Linked DNA regions of Mus musculus: region 2 is linked to region 1. A link is a contact called in public HiChIP or PLAC-seq data. All regions are on one chromosome and are shown on one strand. The core of a region is the stretch at or near the end of the contact, and the rest is flanking DNA. Distances in the headings are between cores, read along the strand shown. Region 1 overlaps Clybl (citrate lyase beta like). Region 2 overlaps Gm5089 (predicted gene 5089).

Evidence for each region. HiChIP or PLAC-seq counts read pairs in DNA pulled down with a chosen protein or histone mark.
Region 2: an H3K27ac HiChIP or PLAC-seq map of embryonic stem cells shows a contact between it and region 1, with 6 read pairs. The contact joins two enhancer-like sites. A contact is called at or near these places in 4 of 39 promoter capture datasets (the 3T3-L1 cell line, 3T3-L1-derived adipocytes, embryonic stem cells and 1 more), 7 of 484 Hi-C or Micro-C datasets (differentiating embryonic stem cells, embryonic stem cells and nephron progenitors), 10 of 115 datasets of contacts at active chromatin or transcription factors (embryonic hindbrain, embryonic midbrain, embryonic stem cells and 2 more) and 1 of 9 other capture datasets (embryonic stem cells).

Annotation. Positions count from the first base shown.
Region 1 is chr14:122,270,256-122,274,088 of GRCm38.p6, forward strand. All of the region lies in intron 1 of Clybl (citrate lyase beta like), which reads left to right. Among named protein-coding and RNA genes, the nearest start is that of 1700108J01Rik, 39 kb to the left of the region's middle. Within about 2 kb of position 1,311, at least 27 of the 459 cell types and tissues checked have an H3K27ac peak or open chromatin away from gene starts, as enhancers often do. A contact at or near this core is called in differentiating embryonic stem cells and stem cell-derived anterior neural progenitor cells, where this site is marked.
Region 2 is chr14:122,404,688-122,408,536 of GRCm38.p6, forward strand. All of the region lies in intron 1 of Gm5089 (predicted gene 5089), which reads right to left. Among named protein-coding and RNA genes, the nearest start is that of Gm25464, 18 kb to the left of the region's middle. Within about 2 kb of position 2,259, at least 69 of the 459 cell types and tissues checked have an H3K27ac peak or open chromatin away from gene starts, as enhancers often do. A contact at or near this core is called in differentiating embryonic stem cells and stem cell-derived anterior neural progenitor cells, where this site is marked.

The DNA of each region.
Region 1 (3,833 bases), core at 61-2,560:
ACTTCAGTGTTCAGTTTAACGTACCAGAGAGAGGGGCCCTCAGTTGAGGAATTGCTTCCATTGCATTGGTTCATGGCCATTTTCTCATTAATGTAGGAAGGCCAGCCCACCGTGGGCGGTGCCATCCCTAGGCAGGTATGCCTGGGCTGTGTACATGACAGGCAGCTGACTAATGAGGCTGGGAGCGAGCCTGTCAGTAAGCAGCTGTCCTTTGGTTTCTGCCTCGGTTTTTCCTTCAAGCTCCTGCCTTGGCTTCCCTTCATGATGGGATGTAACCTGTAATCTGAAGTAAACCCGTTCCTCCCCACGTTGCTTTAGTCCCGCTGATTATCACAGCAACAGGTGATGAAGACCATAGGAGAGAGATAGTAGTGGCTGTTGCAGTGTTGTGAAAGAACACAGATATAAAGCATAGCCCTAAGGCCAGGCAGTGGTGGCGCACGCCTTTAATCCTAGCACTTGCCAGGCAGAGGCAGGCAGATTTCTGAATTCGAGGCCAGCCTGGTCTACAAAGTGAGTTCCAGGACAGCCAGGGCTACACAGAGAAACCCTGTCTCGGAAAAAGAAAAAAAAAAAAAAAAAAAAAAAAAAAGTTCTGTTTTTCCATGTCCCTTCCTGTGGGCCTTTGTGACTAAAAAGAGTTTTTCTGTCTTTCCTGCATTTCCTTTCTTATCCTCAAGACTTGTCTTTCTTTGAAATGCTACAGGCCCAGGTCTGGGGCTTTGAGGCACGCACTTGCCCAGCAGAGGCAGAGGCAAAGGCCCTGGGTGTCGTCCCAGCACTGCAAACAAGAAAGGCTTATAGCCCCTTATAAATTGTCAGCTCCTAGAGATCACTCTTCCCTCCCAACCTAAATCAGAGTTTATTCTGTGTCAGTTCTCTCAATATAGAAGGAACCGTGTGCACGCAGCATGAAGGACTGTAGTTGTGCGCCACAACGGGGCGGAGCTTTACTGCCATCTCACCCTATCTATTTGTCGGTTTGTTTTGCTTTTAAGGAGATTTGAGATTGGCCAGCCTCCCTTACCCCCTCCGGAGGCTCAGAGCCAGGCAGCAGGGTCCAGCAGGGTCCGTTCTGGCCTGGGCAGTCACAGGCAGCACAGAACATTTGCTCCTTCCCAGACCTTCTGCTCTCTTTCTCTGCCCCAGTGGAGCCGGGGAATAATAAAGCTGTTATTTATACTGTACGGTAGTTTCATCAGTGGCCTTTGTCATTGAGACTTTGGAAGACAAAGTAAAGGCATGAGAGGGGTTTGTGGGAGAAGTACAGTGTGTTGGGGGGATGGGTCTCAAGGGATGTTGCTCATCCAGCCCTCCCCCTTCTCCCAACTCCCTTTCTTTCTCTTTTACTACAATGCCCTTTCAAATGTTTTATGTGACCTCTGACCTCCCAACCCCTAACCCTTCTGCTCCCATCGTACCAGCCTCTCTCAAGGTGCCCCTCAGGGCTGGACGAGTCCATGGCTCCCCAGTAAGTTTCGCTCACGGTAGGGAATATATGAAATCAGTCACTTAATAAAATTTTGTTAGTTTATTGTCAGTGCCGACGATCAAATCTGTCCCATCGATCGGTGCTTCTCTTTGTCTTGACACAGGGTCGCCTATCATCCAGACTCGCCTCATACTGTGTAGCTGAATATAACCGTGAACTGTCGGTCCTTGGGCCTCCACTCCCAAATGCTCTGATTATAGACATAAACTAGCACACCTGGCCCCAGCTCCTGGTTTTGTTTTGGGTTTTTGTTGTTGTTGTTGTTGTTGTTGTTTTAATTACACTTATTAGTTTGTGTGTGCCGGTGTGCACTTGTGGGAGTCAGAGAAAAACGTGAGGTTGGGTTTCCCCTGTCATGTGGGTTCTAGGGAATTCAGACTGTGAAGCTTGACACCTTCATCCTCTGAGTGGCATCTCGCTGCTACATAGCTCTGCTTCCTGTGCTGAGATGACAACCATGCGTCATCAAGGGGCTTGAGATCTGAGTTCTTCATGATCGTGTGCACAAAACTGCGTTACTCTGTGTGGCCCTGGCTGGCTTGGAACTCGCTTTGCAGACCAGACTGGCCCAAAGGCACTGTGAAGGCAGGTAAAGTGTCTATTTAACATACCTGTTACAGGATACGTCTGGCATACCCGCCCTCTACCCTGAACTCTCCAGTCCAGGAGCTGGGCTCTCTGTTCCTGTTCCCCAGAGGTTCCTTCTGATACAATCCAGACATTGTGGTTACCTCCCCGCCTGGCTGCTCTACTAAGTTCTCCTCTCTCCCTTTCTGTACCCCTCTCCCCACAAGGTCCAGGGTCTGGACTTTCCCAGATGCATCTGCCTCTGGCTATGTTTCCCTTATATCTATAATACACTTTCTCCTCCACCATGCCTAGGAGCAGTCCTGTCCTGCTCTGTCTGTCCTTTCCATTCCTTTCCCGATTGCTTGCTCTCTCTCTCTCTCTCTCTCTCTCTGCAAGCATGAGCCATTGCCTGGCCTAAAACATGTTTTAAATTACACTTACTTGTGTGTGTGATTGTGACACGTGTGTGCATATGCTGTAGCTGGTATTTGCTACTTTGTGGCTTCTCTTTTCCCACTCTTTATCCCCCTGGCTTCCTTCCCTAACACTAGGTAGGAGAGAAGCGAGGATAGAAGAGAGATAGGAATTAGGAAAATCCAGAATCTAATTTCTTTCCTTTTGTTTCTGCTTTGACATCGGCTACTAAAAAACCACATCCAACAACTACCCAGATGGTCTAGTGGGGCTCTAGCATTTATATACCCTCTGAAAAGTTACCAGATTTCCAAATGTCACACAGTTGCACCTGGCAATATCATGCTTCTGCTAACACATGAGGCAAATCACAGTCAGCCCCACATCCCTAAACCTGGGACTAAAATAAAGCATATTCTTATTACTGTGGGTTTTAAAAATTTATTTCTATTTTGTGTGCATTAATGCTTTGCCTGCATGTATATCTGTGTGAGGGTGTTGGATCCCTTAAACCAGAGTTACAGTTGCCAGCTATCATGTGGGTGCTGGGAATTGAACCCAGGTCCTTTGGAAAAATATCCAGTGCTCTTACCTGCTGAGCCAGCTCTCCAGGCCCATTTCTGTGTGTGTTTTTTATTTTATTTTATTTTTTTAAGAAACCAGAATTCCAGAATTTTCACTATAGTAGATATATATGTCACAGTGTGCATGTGGAGGTCAGAAGACAATTTGCAGAAGTTGAGTTTCTCTCTCCACCTTGTGGATCCCAGAAATGGAATTCGGTTGTGTTGTTGGTGGTGGTGGTTTTGTTTGTTTGTTTGTTTGTTTGTTTTGGTTTTGTTTTTTGTTTGTTTGTTTGTTTTTGGGTTTTAAAAAAGATTTATTTATGCATATTAGTACATTGTCACCCTCTTCAAATACATTAGAACTGGGCATCAAATCCCATTACAGATGGTTGTGAACCACCACGTGGGTGCTGGGAATTGAACTCAGGACCTCTGGAAGAACACTCGGTGTTCTTAACCACTGAGCCATCTCTCCAGCCCCACTTTTTTTTTTTTTTTTAAATTATATGTAAGTACACTGTAGCTGTCTTCAGACACCCCAGAAGAGGGGATCAGATCTCATTACGGATGGTTGTGAGCCACCATGTGGTTGCTGGGATTTGAACTTCGGACCTCCGGAAGAGTAGTCAGGTGCTCTTACCCACTGAACTATCTCACCAGCCCCAGACCCACTTTAAAAAAATTTTTTTTTTATTTTATTTTATGCACATTGGTATGGTTTTGCCTGCACATATTGTCTGTGTGAGGTTGTCAGATACTGGAGTTACAGGCAGTTGTGAGATGCCATGTGG
Region 2 (3,849 bases), core at 1,009-3,508, 140 kb after region 1:
AAGAAATACCACTTTAGGTAGGATCACAAGACCGGGGCCCACAGGAGGCAAAGATGTAGGCCAATTGCCAGTCATCTGAGAAGATACAAGGGCCCCCAGAAGAGAGGTCCCATAGCCCTCATTCCCCAGGAGACAGAAATCTAAAACGTGGAGTAGCAAGGAAGCAGGCATCCCACTTCTCCAACCCACATCCCCTAGTAAGGAGCAGACAAAGAGAAATGCCACCAAGGCTGAGTGAGCCACCAAGGCTGAGTCTGCCGTAGGGACACAGACGTGGGTGATGAGGTGGGAAGGGGACTTGGCTGCTCATCAGATTAATTAAAAAAACATACCTGTTTATATTTTTATGTAGCTCAATGGCAGCCACTTTGCCTGTATCACCCCCTTGTTATTAATTCTAGGGGGCTAAATTATGGATAACACTATTAAAACATTATCAGAACTAATGAGAAACAATTACTTAGAAAATGAGCCAGGACAAGATTGAGCTGAGAACATCAGCGGTTGATCTCCACAGATTAGTTTAATAAATCATCAGGTGCGATGCGAGAATGACTGGACGGACGCAAAGCCTCGTCACGGGAAAATGAAATTGCGATTCTTTTTGCATAATTTTTTCATTAATCTCAATAGGACCCGTGTGGTGTCGATTGCTTTATGCCTTTAATACCTTGCCCGAGGGGGGGGGGGTGCCCAATAATGTCTTCATTGTTTTACTGAGGTCTTAATGACAATCTGTGACAAACTCATTTTAATGTATAGAGGATTGTATCGGCACAGTCATGTTTTATTGAAAGGGTAAGGAGAATTCTGGCTGGTTGGGGGGCACCCCTGGGACGGCAAGTTAGGGACTTTCTTCAGCCTTGTCTCCAGTTTTCCACAGGGCCACACTGGCCCCCACTGCTCTAGAGACAGGTCGGGAAATAGTGTCCCGGGGATGAAGACTTCACCGCCTGTAGTTTGAATTTGAAAGTCTTTGATTGCCTGGCATATTTTGCTGGATAAATAGAACCAACCATGCGGTGTTCCGCTCTCTAAAATAGAAGTCATTATCGCCAGGAACACCTTTGCACTCAATAGTTTTGTGGGAGTTGGGGAAACTTTATTTAGAGACTATGGAATTTTCTTAGTTGGCACAGGAAGAGGAGAGAATACGGGCTTTACAGCTCCCCTTGTCCCCTCCCCCCCAACACACACCCCTTCCTCTTTCTTCCTCAGGACAGTATGCTTTTAGAGCTTGCATTTATTTTGCCATCTGAATCCTCTGCGTTTTTTTTTCCACGGGAACTTGTGAATATTATTACCAGTGGAGAGCACAAGAAGGGTCTGTAAATCCAGGGCTTGGGAACAGTGCCCTCTCCCGGGAGGGCCCCCTGCAAAGCCCTCACTTTGTAATTTAGGGGAAGTAATTACCTGACCCTAACATTGAAATGCTAAAGCCTAACTCTTCTTTCTTCCCACCCTCTGTTTTCAACTGGGGCCAGGGATGGCTAAGTAAGCGACCCGAACTGGAACGGAAATTACTTTTTAGTACCTGTAAAACTTGCGCAGTGGGACCCGGCAGCTTGTCCCGGTTCTGTGGTGGGTGACTTTTGTCGCTGGTGGACATGGTTTGTTTAGATTCTAGTAATTATTTGACACCCCACCTCCTTCAGAATCCGTAAAGATAGCCAGAAATACAAAGCAAGCGCCAGGAAGGCACCAAAGTCCTCCTGGACACGCAATTTGTGGCGATCTACTCAGTTTCGTCTAAGCAGGTTATTTACGTTTTCGAGGACTATGTAACTGTGTCCTTCCTTTTACATAATTTTTCCCCCTTTCTTTTTTCATTGTGACTGACCGGCTGGGTTTTCTTTCGCTCCTTCGGACGGGAAGAGCAAGGCAAGCCTGGAACTCCCGTACCGCTTAGGAAGGAGACGTGCTCAAACGGTCAGGACACGCGTGTAGGTAGATGTTCTTCTGTTCCGCACCACACACCGCATGCATCGGTGCGCGGGCGTCGCCCCGGAGTAGAGACCAGGCCTTGGGCACATTTCGGAGACCGCTGCCCTTCCCTGCGTGATGACTTACACCGGTGTAGCAGTGCTGGGGCGCAGCGGCCAGGCTAGGCCGGGGCCGCAGTGGGGGGATCCCCGTGGCCCAGTGGCCAGGACTGCGGGCCTCCCGGACCCCGTGAGCCTGTCGCGCAGCCGGGCTGTAATGGTGCGAGATCAAAGGCTGCCCGTGTCCCCGCGGAGCCGGGGACAATCCTTCGCCTTTGTGCCTGGTTGCTAGGAGCCGAAGAAACTAAGAGAAAGTGTCAGGAGCGAGTTAATCAGACTCGTTACAGTGTAACAATAACGTCTTTCTCGGGGCTCCTGGGCCCCCGCGCACCCCGTGCACAGGCCGGACACCTGCGCGGGGCCCATAGCCCGTCCAGGGGATCCGCCGCCCGGGTGTGTCGTAAACACCGAAGTTGGCTCCTGGGCCATGTGTAAAGAATTCTGGGGGAGACGCCAAACGCCAGGCAAGTCCTGGGCGAGTCCTGGTGTACTGGATCTGAGTTCCACTCTCTAAAAGATGACCCATCTGTAGGGCATAAGACCTGGAAAGATCCACGTCTTCTGCCTAGCCAGCTTCCTGGTTAACATTTCCCCAGATGCCACAAGCAACTTTGTGGATTTCTCTGCACGTCTGCGAGAGAAAACCACAAATTCTAATTCCCCAGGGTAAGAAAGAAGCAGATGTGAGTAAATATATCCCCCCTCCCCCGAAGGTCTTAAGGGGAATCGCTGCGCTCACGAATATTTAACTAAATTCATATTCAGCCAACACCTGTTGAGTTCCCTGGATGTCAGACAACTGTCCAAAAGTCACAGAGCGATCCACAGATGAGTTCTCTTCAAATCGAAGTACCCATGGAGCACGCCAGCACTTGGGAAGCAGAGGCAGGGGGACCTATGTTAGTTCAAGGCCAACCTAGTCTGTATAGTGAGTTCCACATTAGCTAGGTCTACATAGATAAATAGATCTACATAGTGAATAAATTAATTAATGAAAGGGAAAAAAGAATTTAAAACGTTGCCAGGCAGCCGGGCAGTGGTGGCGCATGCCTTTAATCTCAGCATTTGGGAGGCAGAGGCAGGTGGATTTCTGAGTTCAAGGCCAGCCTTATCTACAGAGTGAGTTCCAGGACAGCCAGGGCTATACAGAGAAACCCTGTCTCAAAAACAAAAACAAAAACACAAAACAAAACCAAAACAAAAAACAAAAACGTTGCCAGGCAGTGAAGGCACATACATTCAAAAGGCAGAAGCAGGCCGATCTCTGTGGGTTCAAGGCCCACCTGGTCTACAGAGCAAGTTCTAGGATAGCCAGGGCTACACAGATAAACCCTGTCTCAAAAACCAACCATCACCACCACCACCACCACCAACAACAACAAAACCAATCAACCAAACAAAGAATCATTTAAAACATTCGAAAATCCAGCAATCCATACTCTTCCCTGTATCTCTCCCTTGGAAAACGGTCTCTGCAGTGTGTGAGCCATGCAAAGGCATGGTGAGGTCTGAGGAATGAGGTCCGCCCTTCTGTAGTATGCACATGGTTCCACAGACTTGCCTAGAGGACCTGCTAGTTGCTGATCTGATGACCAGACCATGCAAAGCCGTGCTCAGCCACAGCTAGAAGATTGGTCAAGGTGAGTTGACTTTCTCATAGGTGACCTCTTACTTGGAAACCGAACCAGACTTCTAGACTGGAACTACAGCACCCTAAGTTAAATTAAAGCCAGCAGCCTCTTAAGACCCCACATGGAACTCAGTAACCGTGGAGGAGTCTGCTTCAGTCTCAGCCAATTTTGGAAGG